2 separate regions of the Sus scrofa genome follow, and region 2 is linked to region 1. Evidence: chromatin contacts called from public Hi-C data. All regions are on one chromosome and are shown on one strand. The core of a region is the stretch at or near the end of the contact, and the rest is flanking DNA. Distances in the headings are between cores, read along the strand shown.

Region 1 (6,113 bases), core at 1,525-4,024:
GTTTCCTCCTCCTTGCTGCGGTCAGCATGTCTGCTCCCTAGCGCCCCTTCTTGTACATACAGTCTGTTCTCTGCCATCCTTTTCACACCCCTCATCGCAGCTAATAAGGTGCCCTGTTCACAGTAAGTACCCAGTCACCACTTACTGAATTGGATTAAACCTGGGAAGAATGGAAGGTTGCCAGAGGAAATCAAATAATTAAGCTTATTAAATCATTAACTTTAATTTTAGACACTTCACTTAAGCTGCTGCGTGTAGTTTGGGAATTCATACCTGAGTTCCAAATGGTTGAGGTTGCCAGGAGCCTGGCTGTTGAAGTAAGTGGGGTGGGGATGAGGCAGCTCTATTACACATTAAAATGTATGTTTGCAGGCGCACATAATTGCTGCTAATTTGTACTCCAGGAAGAACAAAAGTAGCAAATTGATAAAGGAGTTCTATTTCTACTTCTAATATGAAGAATAGCCCTGATTACCTTAAGTACAACCCCTACCTTCCCTGTAGATACCAGTGTACGCAAATATTGCCTGAAATTCCAAGCTACATGTTGAAATTAAAATATATTTTTTATAAAAGAAGATGAAATATTTTGACTATAACAAAGAATTGTGTAAATTGTATGGAAGGAAACCACCTAATCTTCATTTAATTGGTCTTTCCCACTAAAACATTTGACCTTTATGATATAGTCCTGAAGTGTATGTTTAAACTCTAATTACTTCCTTTTTTTTTTTTAATGTCTTTTTAGAGCCGCACCTGCAGCATATGGAGATTCCCAGGCTAGGGACCCAATCCGAGCTGTAGCTGCGGGCCTACACCACAGCCACAGCCACACCAGATCTGACCTGCATCTGTGACCTACACCACAGCTCACGGCAACGCCGGATCCTTAACCCACTGAGCGAGGCCAGGGATGGAACCTGCGTCCTCATGGATACTAGTCAGATTTGTTTCCATTGCGCCACGACAGGAACTCCGGCACTTAATTATTTTTCACTAAATATAGTTTGGTTCAGGTGCAAACTGGAGTTATCCTAGATTTCCCTTGGTCTCATCTCATATCCAATTCATCCATAAACCCAGCTGAACCTACTACCTTCAAAATCCCTCCAGGATCAAGCCGTTGCAAAAGGGCACCACTCTCCCTCTCTTGAGCTTTGTTTTAATTCCTTATCTGTCCCTTACTTCCACCACTGTTCTCTGTAACTGGAATGACATTTAGAAGACAATTCTTATCGCATCTCTTTCCTGCTGTTACTTTCCAGCGGCTCCCAGGACACATCACACCTCACCATCATCTACTGTCTACACAACCAGCCCCTGCCTGCCTCTCAGAACTCATTTCTTCCACTTTCCCCCTCAGCCACTCTGTTCCAATCACATGAGCTTTCTTGCTGCTCTTTAAACATGCAATAAATCTGTTTTCAATGAATGGAATATAATAGTTGGTGAATGAGTGAGTAAATTCTAGAATAACTATATAATCAGTAACAGTCGGTACAAACTCATGCTAGCCCAGTCCAGGGAAATGCTTTTTTACCCATCTGGTCTAAACTAGTGGTTCTCAGCCTTCACCTGGTATCAGAATCACCTGGAGGTCTTGTTGAAACTCAAGCAGTCACCCCCACCCCCAGAGTTTTGGATTCAATAGTTCTGGGGTGGGCCTAAAAATATGCATTTCTTTTTTTTATTCTTCTGTCTTTTCAGGGCCTCTCTCACAGCAGATGGAAGTTCTCAGGCTAGGGGTCAAACTGGAGCTGCAGCTGCAGGCCTACACCACAGCCAGAGCAATGCAGGATCCAAGCCGCGACTGCGACCTACACCACAGCTCATGGCAACGCCGGATCCTTAAACCACTAAGCAGGGAGTGAACATCCATCCTCATGGATACTAGTCAGGTTTGTTTCTTTCTGCTGAGCCATGATGGGGGAACTCCGAAAAATGTGCATTTCTAATTTTCTAATAAGTTCCCAGTGTACCGGTCCAGGCACATACTTTGGCTTAAACATTCCAGCCCAGAAGGCCAATTCCACATTCTGGGCAGACATTTGGCAAATTTTGTCCTGCTGTTTGTTCCTGTCTGCTCTTAGAATGAAAAGATTAACTGCAGAAAGGTATGGAGAAAAAAAACCACTGGACCTCATTTTTTGACACTTAGCCACAGGGTGGCCCCCTAGCTCCAGTAATGACTCCACTGGCCCCCAATTAAAACAGCTTTTGTTATTTGGAGAAGTTCTCAATCATTTTTTTATTATTAAAAAAAAGTGAAATTAGCTGTTGGACCAGTAGTTAGTTTGCTGTGTACAAAAGGCTGTCTCATGAGGCACACAGGTGTCTTCCTCAGCAGTGTAAAATTTTGTACCCTGTTAGAAATCACTTCTGTCCTTCAGATGGACATAAGAGAGGGGAAAACAGGTTTGTAAGTGTGGGAAGACACTATATTCAGAAAATGAAAGGAGATTTCGCTGTAGCCGACAAGGGAGGGAACACACACAGGACAAACGTCAGGCTTAGGCTGTCTGCAGCCCAGGGCGCCCTGCGCGCAGCAGACACCATACAGGCTGACCAGCCTCTCACGCGCCTCGCACCCCGCCAATCCCCTCCTTACTGTTTTGAGGAGGGCGTCTTTCCTTCCTTCAGCAGCCAGCTACCCTTCCCCGGCGACTTCACCTCACCCTACCAAGGGGGCCGAGGACCAGAAGGAGGAGGAGGAGGAGAAAAGGATGGAGGATTGAGAGCTTGCGCTGTCGCCTTCCTGGGCGAGGCGTTGGTACCTGAGGGGCTGGGCTGGCAGCTGATAGGTCAAGGTGGCGAGGGCTGGGCGGGGCTGCGTGCGTGGACTCAGGGTGTGCGACCCCTCCCTCTTCTCGCCTGCGCACCTGTTCTCTTGTTTCTCTTTGCAGATTGAAACAATACCTGCGTTTGACACATTCAAGGAGGCTGGAACATGCATCCAAGGGAGAATGTGCAAAAGTTAAAAATAGCCTCCCATATTACAAGGGGCTTCTAGTCCCAGAAAGGGAAACAAAACTGTAACATTCCTAAGGACACTGTCCAATTGACATATTCTTCAATAATATAGTTTCAGTAGTTTAAATGTGATCTTTGCATGGACTAGGAAGTTGATCTTTTTTCCCCAATAAGGGTCTCATGGAGGCTAATAGGTTGACTGCTTTGAAACCAACTGGTAATCATTAGTCTTTCAGTTTTATTAAATATATGAGACCCATGCTTCTTATCACAAATATCATTCTTATTTCTCTGCTTTCTACTCATTTGAGAGAAAAAAAAAAAAACCAAGGGGATGTACAACTTCAAATAGCTGTAAAGTAGCTATTGCCGAACAAATATAGAGACATCACAGAACCAGATCCACCCGCCCCAGGGGGGTTTGAAGTATTCGTTCTTTATGAAAATCTGCATGTGTCATATAACAGGCATTTAGGGGAATCCAGGCCTTGTCTGGGAGAGGGGGATGGGTCCTCTAAATGGAAGCTGTGGCAGGCCCTACCCATTAGCTCCTCAAGCCGCATTCTAACTCCCTCAGGTGTAAACCCTGGAAAACTAGAAACCATTTTCCTAGATTTCCTTGAAGCTCCGCCAAGCAGAGGCACCTGTGTGACACTTAGAAGGTGAGCTGGGGAAGGTGCAAGTGAGGAATGCAGGTAGAGCTGTAGTCTGTTGGGAAGTTGGGCTGCAGTAGCTGAGGTCAGGTTTCTACTGCCTGGTTCCTTGTGTCCAAGGTGCGAGGTGGTGGGCAGTGCCAGCAATGGACTATCTGTAAGGACAATACTTCTAGAACTCAGAACTCTTGGCTGCATTGCTCCTGGCTACTAGCAACCTGTCTGTTTCCTTATCCTTCTCAGAAATTCTGTGTGCTTCTTACAAATAGTCTGTCATCAATGCTTTTCTGCTGTTCATCACGGAAATGGATTGTGTTGTCTGTAACTTGAAGCCCTTACCAATAGGTAACTAGATCTAAATCACAGCTATTCACACTGGGCTCAAGGAGGTGTGTTGTGATATCATTCCCTTTAAATCCCCAGAAGTTGTGACAAATCTGTTACCCTAGTAACTGGTCACAGCTTTGATGGCTTCCTCCTACATGCGCAGTCAGAGGGGTTCTAGCGCTCCTTATCTGGCTGTGGATTCTGCCTGTTCCCCCATCCAGTTCCTTGAAGGTGTTCATTTTGAAAGCCAGCTGACACTCTTCCTTGGCACTCTGGTGGCACCTCCAGCACTGTCGCTTGGATGTCTTTTGACAGCTATCACCATGAGAATGCAAACATGATAGGGAAGTGAACATATTGACTTTTATGACTCAAAATGAAAAAACAAAGCACAAGTGCTCATTGATCCAGGGCTTGCAGTACAGGTTGCCATGAGAGCTCTCAGTGGAGGGAATATAATATTCCATCTACTTGCTAATAGGTATTGTTTAAAAAAAAACTATGTTAACCCTATTCTTCAGTATATAATTGCTCATGTGAATGGCACTACCAGCTCTGCATAGATCAATGCAAACTATAGTGTACTTTTACTGTACAAAAAGAAGGCAGGAAATTTGAACATAGAGAGTGAAAGCCACCTAGAGAGGCTGCATGTCAATAGTACTGACTAGACAGTGCGAGAAGGCACCTGCTAAGAAAGGACATAACGTGGCTGCTGCGACTCTAATGCTAAATTCCAGTGTGCAAGTATGTGTGTGTGTGTGGCGGGGGGTGGTTTCTCTTGTACCATCAATCAATTCTCCAACACCATCTTGGTGTCCTAAAATTCAACTCAATTCTGACACTATCCACGAGGAGAAAATATCAGATTCCACAGCTTAAGGACAGAGTCCCACCAAACTGCCCCCACTTCAGATGCCAACTGCAAGTCCAGGTTGTTACCTGTGCTTCTGACTGATCCGTTACAAATCAGAGGTTTCCATAGCCCCCTCCTTTGGTTTGATTAATTTGCTAGGGCTCACAGAACTCAGGAAAATACTTACTTACTAGATTACAGGAGTTCTCTAAAAGGATATAATTCAGGAACAGCCAGATGGAAGAGATGCATAGAACAAGGGATGTGGGAAGGGGCGCGCAACTTCTATGCTGAGTGTGCTGCTCTCCCGCAAATCCCTCTGTATTCACCACCCCAGAAGCTCTCCAAGCCCCATCCTTTGGAGTTTTTATGGAGGCTTCAAGACATTGGCATGATTGATTAAATCATTGGCCACTGGTTATCAATTCGAACCCCTCCCACCCCTCTCCCCTCTCCAGGAGTCAAGGGGTGGGATTGAAAGTTCCAACCTCTAACCACCTGGCTGGTTCCCCTGGCAACTGGCCTCCATCTTTAGGTGCTTGCCAAAAGTCACTTCATTAACATAAACCAAGTTGTAGTGGAAAGAGGCTGGTTATGAACAACAGGACACTCATTTCGCCTTTATGGCTCTGAAGCAATTTCAAGGAACTGAGGATAAGAGACCAAATACTCTGACAAAAGATGCTTCCATTATTCTTATCATTTAGGGAATTCCAAGTGTTTGGGGAGCTGTGGGCCAGGAACTGTGGATGAAGATCAAACATTTATGAGAAGTATATTTCAGTCACCTGAATGACCATTTATATATATATATATATATATATATATATATATATATATATATATATAGCCCAGCTGTTTGCAGCCTTGGCTGCACATTAGAATCACCTGGGACTTGAAAAATGTACATTGGGAGTTCCCGTCGTGGTGCAGTGGTTAATGAATCCGACTAGGAACCATGAGGTTGCGGGTTCAGTCCCTGCCCTTGCTCAGTGGGTTAAGGATCCGACGTTGCCGTGAGCTGTGGTGTAGGTTGCAGACGCGGCTCGGATCCTGCGTTGCTGTGGCTCTGGCGTAGGCTGGCAGCCACAGCTCCGATTGGACCCCTAGCCTGGGAACCTCCATATGCCTCAGGAGCGGCCCAAGAAATAGCAAAAAGACAAAAAAAAAAAATGTACATTATTCAGGTCCAAACCTAGACCAATGGGATCAGACTCTTTGTAAGGAGCAAGCACTCACTAAGCTGAGGTGATTCTAATGAGAACCACTCCGGACACTCACTGAAACTTTCTTCCCAAAGAAGGAAC
Region 2 (6,113 bases), core at 2,258-4,757, 92 kb after region 1:
CCGGTGCTATGGGAGATCTGCCTGAGGAGAGAGGTCATCTGGAGGGGAGAGATACAGAGTCTAGATGGCTTGGTTCAGTCCCTAATGATCCAACCACGCCTGAATGTAGATCTACCCCATAGACTGCTTTCTGTTCAACTGTTTGTTTGAGCCACTGGGTGTCAGATGTTCTGTCTTGTTATAATTAATAGAGGAGCTAAAAGTGCAGGGAGGAAGATTTCAGATTATAAGGAGGAAGATTTCATATAACAAGAGCCTTCCTGGACCAGGTTACATCAAAGGAGGATCCAAAAGAGAGAATGGGAGTAGACATGCTGGGAAGGAAGAGATAATTCAGGGAAGGAAAAGATCTTGAACAGGTGCCTGAGACAGGAAAGCCTGTGGTAGGGAGTTCTAGTAAGTCAATTTTGCTAGAATGGTGAGTACGTAAAGGGAGGAATGGGAATTAGATTGAAGATGTAGGTTCCTACCAGTCTGAAGTTTGTTTTGTTTCTTTTTGGCCATGTCTGTGGCATGCAGAAGTTCCCAGGCCAGGGATCAAACCCGTACCACAAGAGTCATAACCTGGATCCTTAAACACTAGGCCACCAGGGAACTCCTGTGAAGTTTGTTCCACTCCTTATTACCTGTACACAAAATAATCAGAGCTGAGTTTCAGAAAGAATTCAGTAAAGAAGAGAGGATGAGAATGAAGTTCCAGACACTGTGTGGGAGTCTATGAGTAACTGTCCAAGCGAGAAAGAGTCCATGGCTTCTAGGCTGACCATTGTCCCAATTTTTCCAGAAGTAAGGGATTTCCAGGATGTGGGACTTTCAGTGTTGAAATTAGGACAGAGTTTGGCAAACTGGAATGGTTGTTCACCCTAAGCCATAAGGGAAAAGACTGATAAATTTCACTGAGTAAAAATAACATGGCCAAAAAAATCAAAGTGTCAGTATTTTTCTCCAGAGGAAATTAAAATAAATGAAAATCTCTTTGAGACTTTCCAATTCCTATCATCCAACCTCCAGGTGCTCTGGACACCATCAGCACCAGGAACCCCACCACCCCTGAATTCCCAAGTTCTGACATCCTACTTTAACCAAAACCATTCATATTTTCAGCACTCTCCTGCCCTTTCAGAGTCCTCCAATTCCTTCACTACCCCTCTTCCTCCTGCCTGTCTTCACCCCCTTCTATCCAGCCAAGACCACTTCCTCAGTCACTCCAACAAACTAAGTCAATACCATGCCTTTTGGTCCTCTGCCCTTGAAAAACTCTGGACTCTGGGTCAGCTTCACCATCTGGCCCCCTCCTACATAAAGCCTGTAGAGAAACCTTAGATGAAGGCTCAGTACTGCCCACTGATGTTTCTTTCTGCTCCTTTTTCCCCACACAATTCTTCAAGCCCTGCTCTACTGCCCATCTGGCTATGTGACCTTGGGCTAGTTGTGATGATTAAATGCATTAACATGCATAAACACTTAGCACAGTGCTTGGCATGTGACAAGTACCCCCTAAGTGTTAGCTTTTTCTGACACAAGGATTTTGACCACACACTTAGAAGGGTTGAATCAGTGTTTCAAGTGGTGTAGGTCACAGTAGTGTTTGACAAATCAATCACATGAGGCAACAATGCACTGTGCAAAATTTTACTTTTGCAAAAATTTAAACAGATGTTTCATCAAGGAAGATACATATAAGCTCATAAGAAGCTGCTCAACATTACTAGTCACTGGGAAAAATGCAAATGAAAACTACAATGATCTCCCATTACACACATGCAGAATGTCTAAAATTAAAACAAAACAAAACAAAACAATCTTACCAAGTTTTGCCATGGGTGTGGAGGAATCAGAAATCATGCAATGCTGGTGGAATGTAAAATGTTTGGAAAAACAGTTTCACAGTTCTTTTCCTTTTTCATTTTCTGGCAAATTTCTTAGAATTTTAAATACAAACCTACCATAAGACCTAGCCATTCCACCCCTAGGTATTTGGCCAAGAGAAAAGAAAGCACATGTCCACACAAAGACGTGTACACAGATGAGCTAACTGTAATAGTTCTAACTGTAATAGCTCAAAGCTGGAAACAAGCCAAACTCTTTCAACAGGTACATGGATGATACACAAGTTGGGATTTATCCATGCCGTGTGAATAAGCTATCGATACAACACAACAATGTGGATAATTCACAAAGTTATTATGCTAAGTGAAAGAAGCCAGGCAAAAAGAGTACACATTGCATGATTCCACTTATATAAAATTCTAGAATGCAATTTATGATGTTGAAAGGCAAGTCCATAGTTTCTTAGTAATAACAAAGGCGGTGGACAGGGCAGGAATAATTACAAGTGAGCTTGAGAAAGCTTCTGAGGGTGATGGATGTGTTGTCTCAACCGTGGTGGTGGTTTCATGGATGCATACATAGGTCAGAACTTCCAAACTGTGTCAGTAATACCTTAACAAAGCTATTAAAAATGACTTTTGCAGATTAAAGTCTCAGCTTTTAGGAACACCAGCTGCAAAAAAGGGAACCTGGGAGTTTCCATTGTGTCTCAGAGGGTTAAGAACCCAACATAGCATTCCTGAGGATGTAGGTTTGATCCCTGGCCTCGCTCAGTGGATTAAGGATCCAGCATTGCTGCAACCTGAGGCATAGGTCACAGATGTGGCTTAGATCTGGTATTGCTGTGGCTGTGGCCTAGGCTGGCAGCTTCAGCTCCTATTCGACCCCTAACCTAGGAACTTCCATATGCCACACATGCAGCCCTAAAAAAGGAAACTGGCTGACTTGGCGGTGAAATGAGTGTCACCTTATTGTTTAAACACTCTAAACCAGTGAAATAGAAATCTTACAAAAATCAATAAGAATTAAAAAAAAGAAAAATGCATAATTACTATTTAGAAAATATTTCTTACAGTTCTTATAATTACATACAGAATAATAAACACTTAAGACACAAGTATTTTCCAGTGCTAAAACATCTGCCCTTTGAACAGTCTTAAATAGATTAATATTTCCAAATAATTCTATATTAATTTAACAATAAACCTAGGATTAAGAGAGAGAGATTTAAGATAAACATAGCTCCAAAAGAAAAAAGATGAAATGAATGTTCCAACAGCAATTAGCATCAATTTAGTAAAATGAAGATTAGGACTCCTTGAAGGGAAGCCAACCCTGGGGTTTCTCCCCACTCTTGAATCTTCATATCAAAGACAAACTCCTCCTTGGTTTACTCAGGCCTTTTACAAAGAGCAGCAGCTGCTAACGAGCGCCTGGCCACGTGAGACAAATTGTAAGTAGACGGCTGCTAAGAGGTTGTTTTTCCCCAAAGGGGAAAGTGAGCCAAACCCAAGGAGGAGAAGGCGACCAGGAGGAAGAGAACAGGCTCATAACAGAGTGAAACAACAATGAAGGGAAAGTGTCCAGGCCACAGTGCCTGAGTGCCCTAAGAAGCCCCTGGGAACTGACACAAATGTTTTCTATAGGAGAGTCGGAGGCAGAGAGCACAGCTGCCAGCCAGCCCTGTGGCGTGGGTGAGCCGCCCTGCCTTCCATGCCTCGGTTTCCTTGCCTGTCAAATGGGGGTGCTGGCACCCATCTCACAGGGTTGCTGAGATGCTCAAAATTGCCAAGAACCTTGAAAGTGTTTCAAAAACATTTTACAAATTAGCAACATCTGGGCACTTATCAGAAATCAGAACTTGGGGAAAGTAAGCCTTTATCAAGCTTCTCCATACTTTTTACAATAATATCCCACCAACCAAGAAGGCTGAGCTTTCATTTCTGCCTGTTGCATGATGAGAAGAAATAGGCATTTGTCTTATTTCCCTGTTGTGCAAACTCCTACGCCTCAGTTCACTCCCCTGACCCCGTCCCCCGTGATGTGCTTATGTGAATTCAGATTAACTGAGCCTGGACTCGAGGACTGAATTGTGGTTGGTTTTAAGGTCTGTCTGGAAACCGCCTGTCCCACCTGGGTGCTTCCTCCTCTTCCCTCCCCCGAGTTGAAGCCACAGGCCCCCATGCCGGTCCTAGCCAGCCGCAGTGCCTCAGACCATCCTGTCCTACCTCTAGCGTCTGCCTGTGCCAGCATCCTGTATTTTGTTAAGGGAGCAAGAAAGTCCCTATCCAGTCTCATTCCAGAGTCTCTGTCATCACAACCAGCCCAAGAGCTCCAGGCTCCTAGGTTGGGGACTTGGCAAGACTTTCATTTCCACACAGCGCTCACTTCTCCTGTCCCAGATGCAGAAAGTGGAGTCTGGCCCTGAATTCTGGCCAAGCCTCCTCTGTAAGGAGACGTGCCCAGTGAGCTGACGTGACCAGTGAGGCCCTCTGGATAAAGCGGGTTTCTCAACCTCAGCACTGCTGACATTCTGGTTCAGATAATTCTTTGTGGGGGATGGAGGGTGCCCTGCACATTGTGAGGGTTTAGCTTCATCCCTGGCCTCTACCCGCTAGATGCTCCCCTCCCCTGAGCTGTTACAACCCCAAATGTCCTCAGATGTTGCCCAAATTGTTCCTGATTAGGAATCACAGGGATAAAGCTTCTCTGACCTGCCTCCCAGAGTCCCTGTCCCTGGAGACCTCTGTTGCCCCTTGAATACCATCTGTCCCTGGTCAGTGAGCACAACCCCAGAGACTGACTGGCTAGCCTTCTGCTCCGAGGGACATCTGTTGAGTTTTTGGCTGCCCAGCCTCTGAACTCTCTTCCTGGGTGTGGGAAATCCCACCCAACATGAAGGGGAGGCAAAGGTCACTGGGTGGAACACAAAGACCACCGCTGAGGACAGGGCCTCTCCCAGCTTCTCTTGTGGTTGATGTTCACACCTATCCAGGTCCTCAGAGCACGGAAATGCCTTTTTTGTTTTTTCAACAATCTGTGTTAAAACCCTTCTAGAACACAGAAGGCTTGTAAGGGAGACTCCAACTCACCATTGCCACCAGAGCATGGCTGCCATGGAAACTTGTGGAGAGGGCATGTATGTTAGTGTGGAGCTTGGAGGACCTGTGGGTCCAGAGAAGGAAGAAGGATGAACCTGCTTGACAAGCCCTGACTCCAAAGAAAAGCTGTTCATCTTTAGCCCAGTGATTTCTGAGGAGGAATGGAAGACCAAGAAAGCACGAATGGGGTGGGGGGGGGGTGGTTGGGGAAACCGTGGTTGGGGAAACCAATAGATTTTACTAAACAAGAGTGAACGTGAAACAATGCCTGAGTAAAATAAAACTGCTCGAAAACTGAGAAAAACAGTTGCAGTAAACAGAACATGAAACAGTTTGCTAGTCTTAATGTATAAAAAATTATTTGATGCTCTAAGAAAAATATCAAAATACTTGATGGAAAATAAAGACAAGTGACACATCAGCTTATTTGCTGGAACAAAAATACAAAATACAGGTAAACCAAAGAAAAATGCTTAGGTACATGCTGGGCTGCACCCTGCAGGCCTGCAAGCCTTGCAGTTACCCAACCTCGAGAACAAAGAAAGAGCTCAGGGACAGTGACAAAGACATCCATGGCTTATTAGGCAGGGGGATCTTATACAAAGGGTCCTGGAGTGACACCCCCACCGTGTGTGGCAGACGAGACATGTGGCAATCATCACTACCCAAGGGAGAAAGAGGCTACCATTTAAAGGGGAAACTGACTTCAGGTGGGCTCAGTTACCAAGCGCTAACTAAGCCCTATAATTAAGAGGACTGTATAGTTGTGTGAGTGAAGCAGGGCCTGGTGGAGCAGGGGACGTACAGAGAGCAAAAGAACAGCCATTTCGAATGGCCTGACCATACAGTACATTAGAAATGAAACAGGGCGTTCCTGTTGTGGTGTAGCGGAAATGAATCCGACTAGCATCCATGAGGATGCGGGTTCAATGCGACCTTGCTCAGTGAGTTGGAGATCTCCTGTTGCCATGAGCTATGGTAGCTTGCAGCTACAGCTCCAATTCGACCCCTAGCCTGGGAACTTCCATATGGCAGGTGAGGCCCTAAAAATAAAAAAAAAAAAATAATTAAAAAAAAGGAATAAGAAATGAAAGAAATCAAAATTCAATGATGAAATCTCATTTTTTCCCCACATAGATAATATGAACAAACACAGCACTCAGTGTTGGCTATGCTGGGCTG

Evidence for each region. A called contact is a pair of places that touch in the nucleus more often than the background predicts.
Region 2: a contact with region 1 is called in a Hi-C map of retroperitoneal adipose tissue, with 2.3 times the contacts expected there. The contact joins the enhancer-like site here to the promoter of CEP68 in region 1. A contact is called at or near these places in 5 of 5 promoter capture datasets (fetal liver, fetal skeletal muscle, liver and 1 more), 25 of 47 Hi-C or Micro-C datasets (adipose tissue, alveolar macrophages, blood and 14 more) and 2 of 2 datasets of contacts at active chromatin or transcription factors (alveolar macrophages and skeletal muscle).

What each region holds. Positions count from the first base shown.
Region 1 is chr3:76,929,899-76,936,011 of Sscrofa11.1, forward strand. It overlaps CEP68 (centrosomal protein of 68 kDa), which reads right to left and starts at 2,775. Exons shown (of 7, transcript XM_021087449.1): 1 at 2,609-2,775.
Region 2 is chr3:77,021,619-77,027,731 of Sscrofa11.1, forward strand. No RefSeq gene overlaps it. Among named protein-coding and RNA genes, the nearest start is that of SLC1A4, 54 kb to the left of the region's middle. Within about 2 kb of position 3,508, at least 4 of the 83 cell types and tissues checked have an H3K27ac peak or open chromatin away from gene starts, as enhancers often do. A contact at or near this core is called in retroperitoneal adipose tissue, where this site is marked.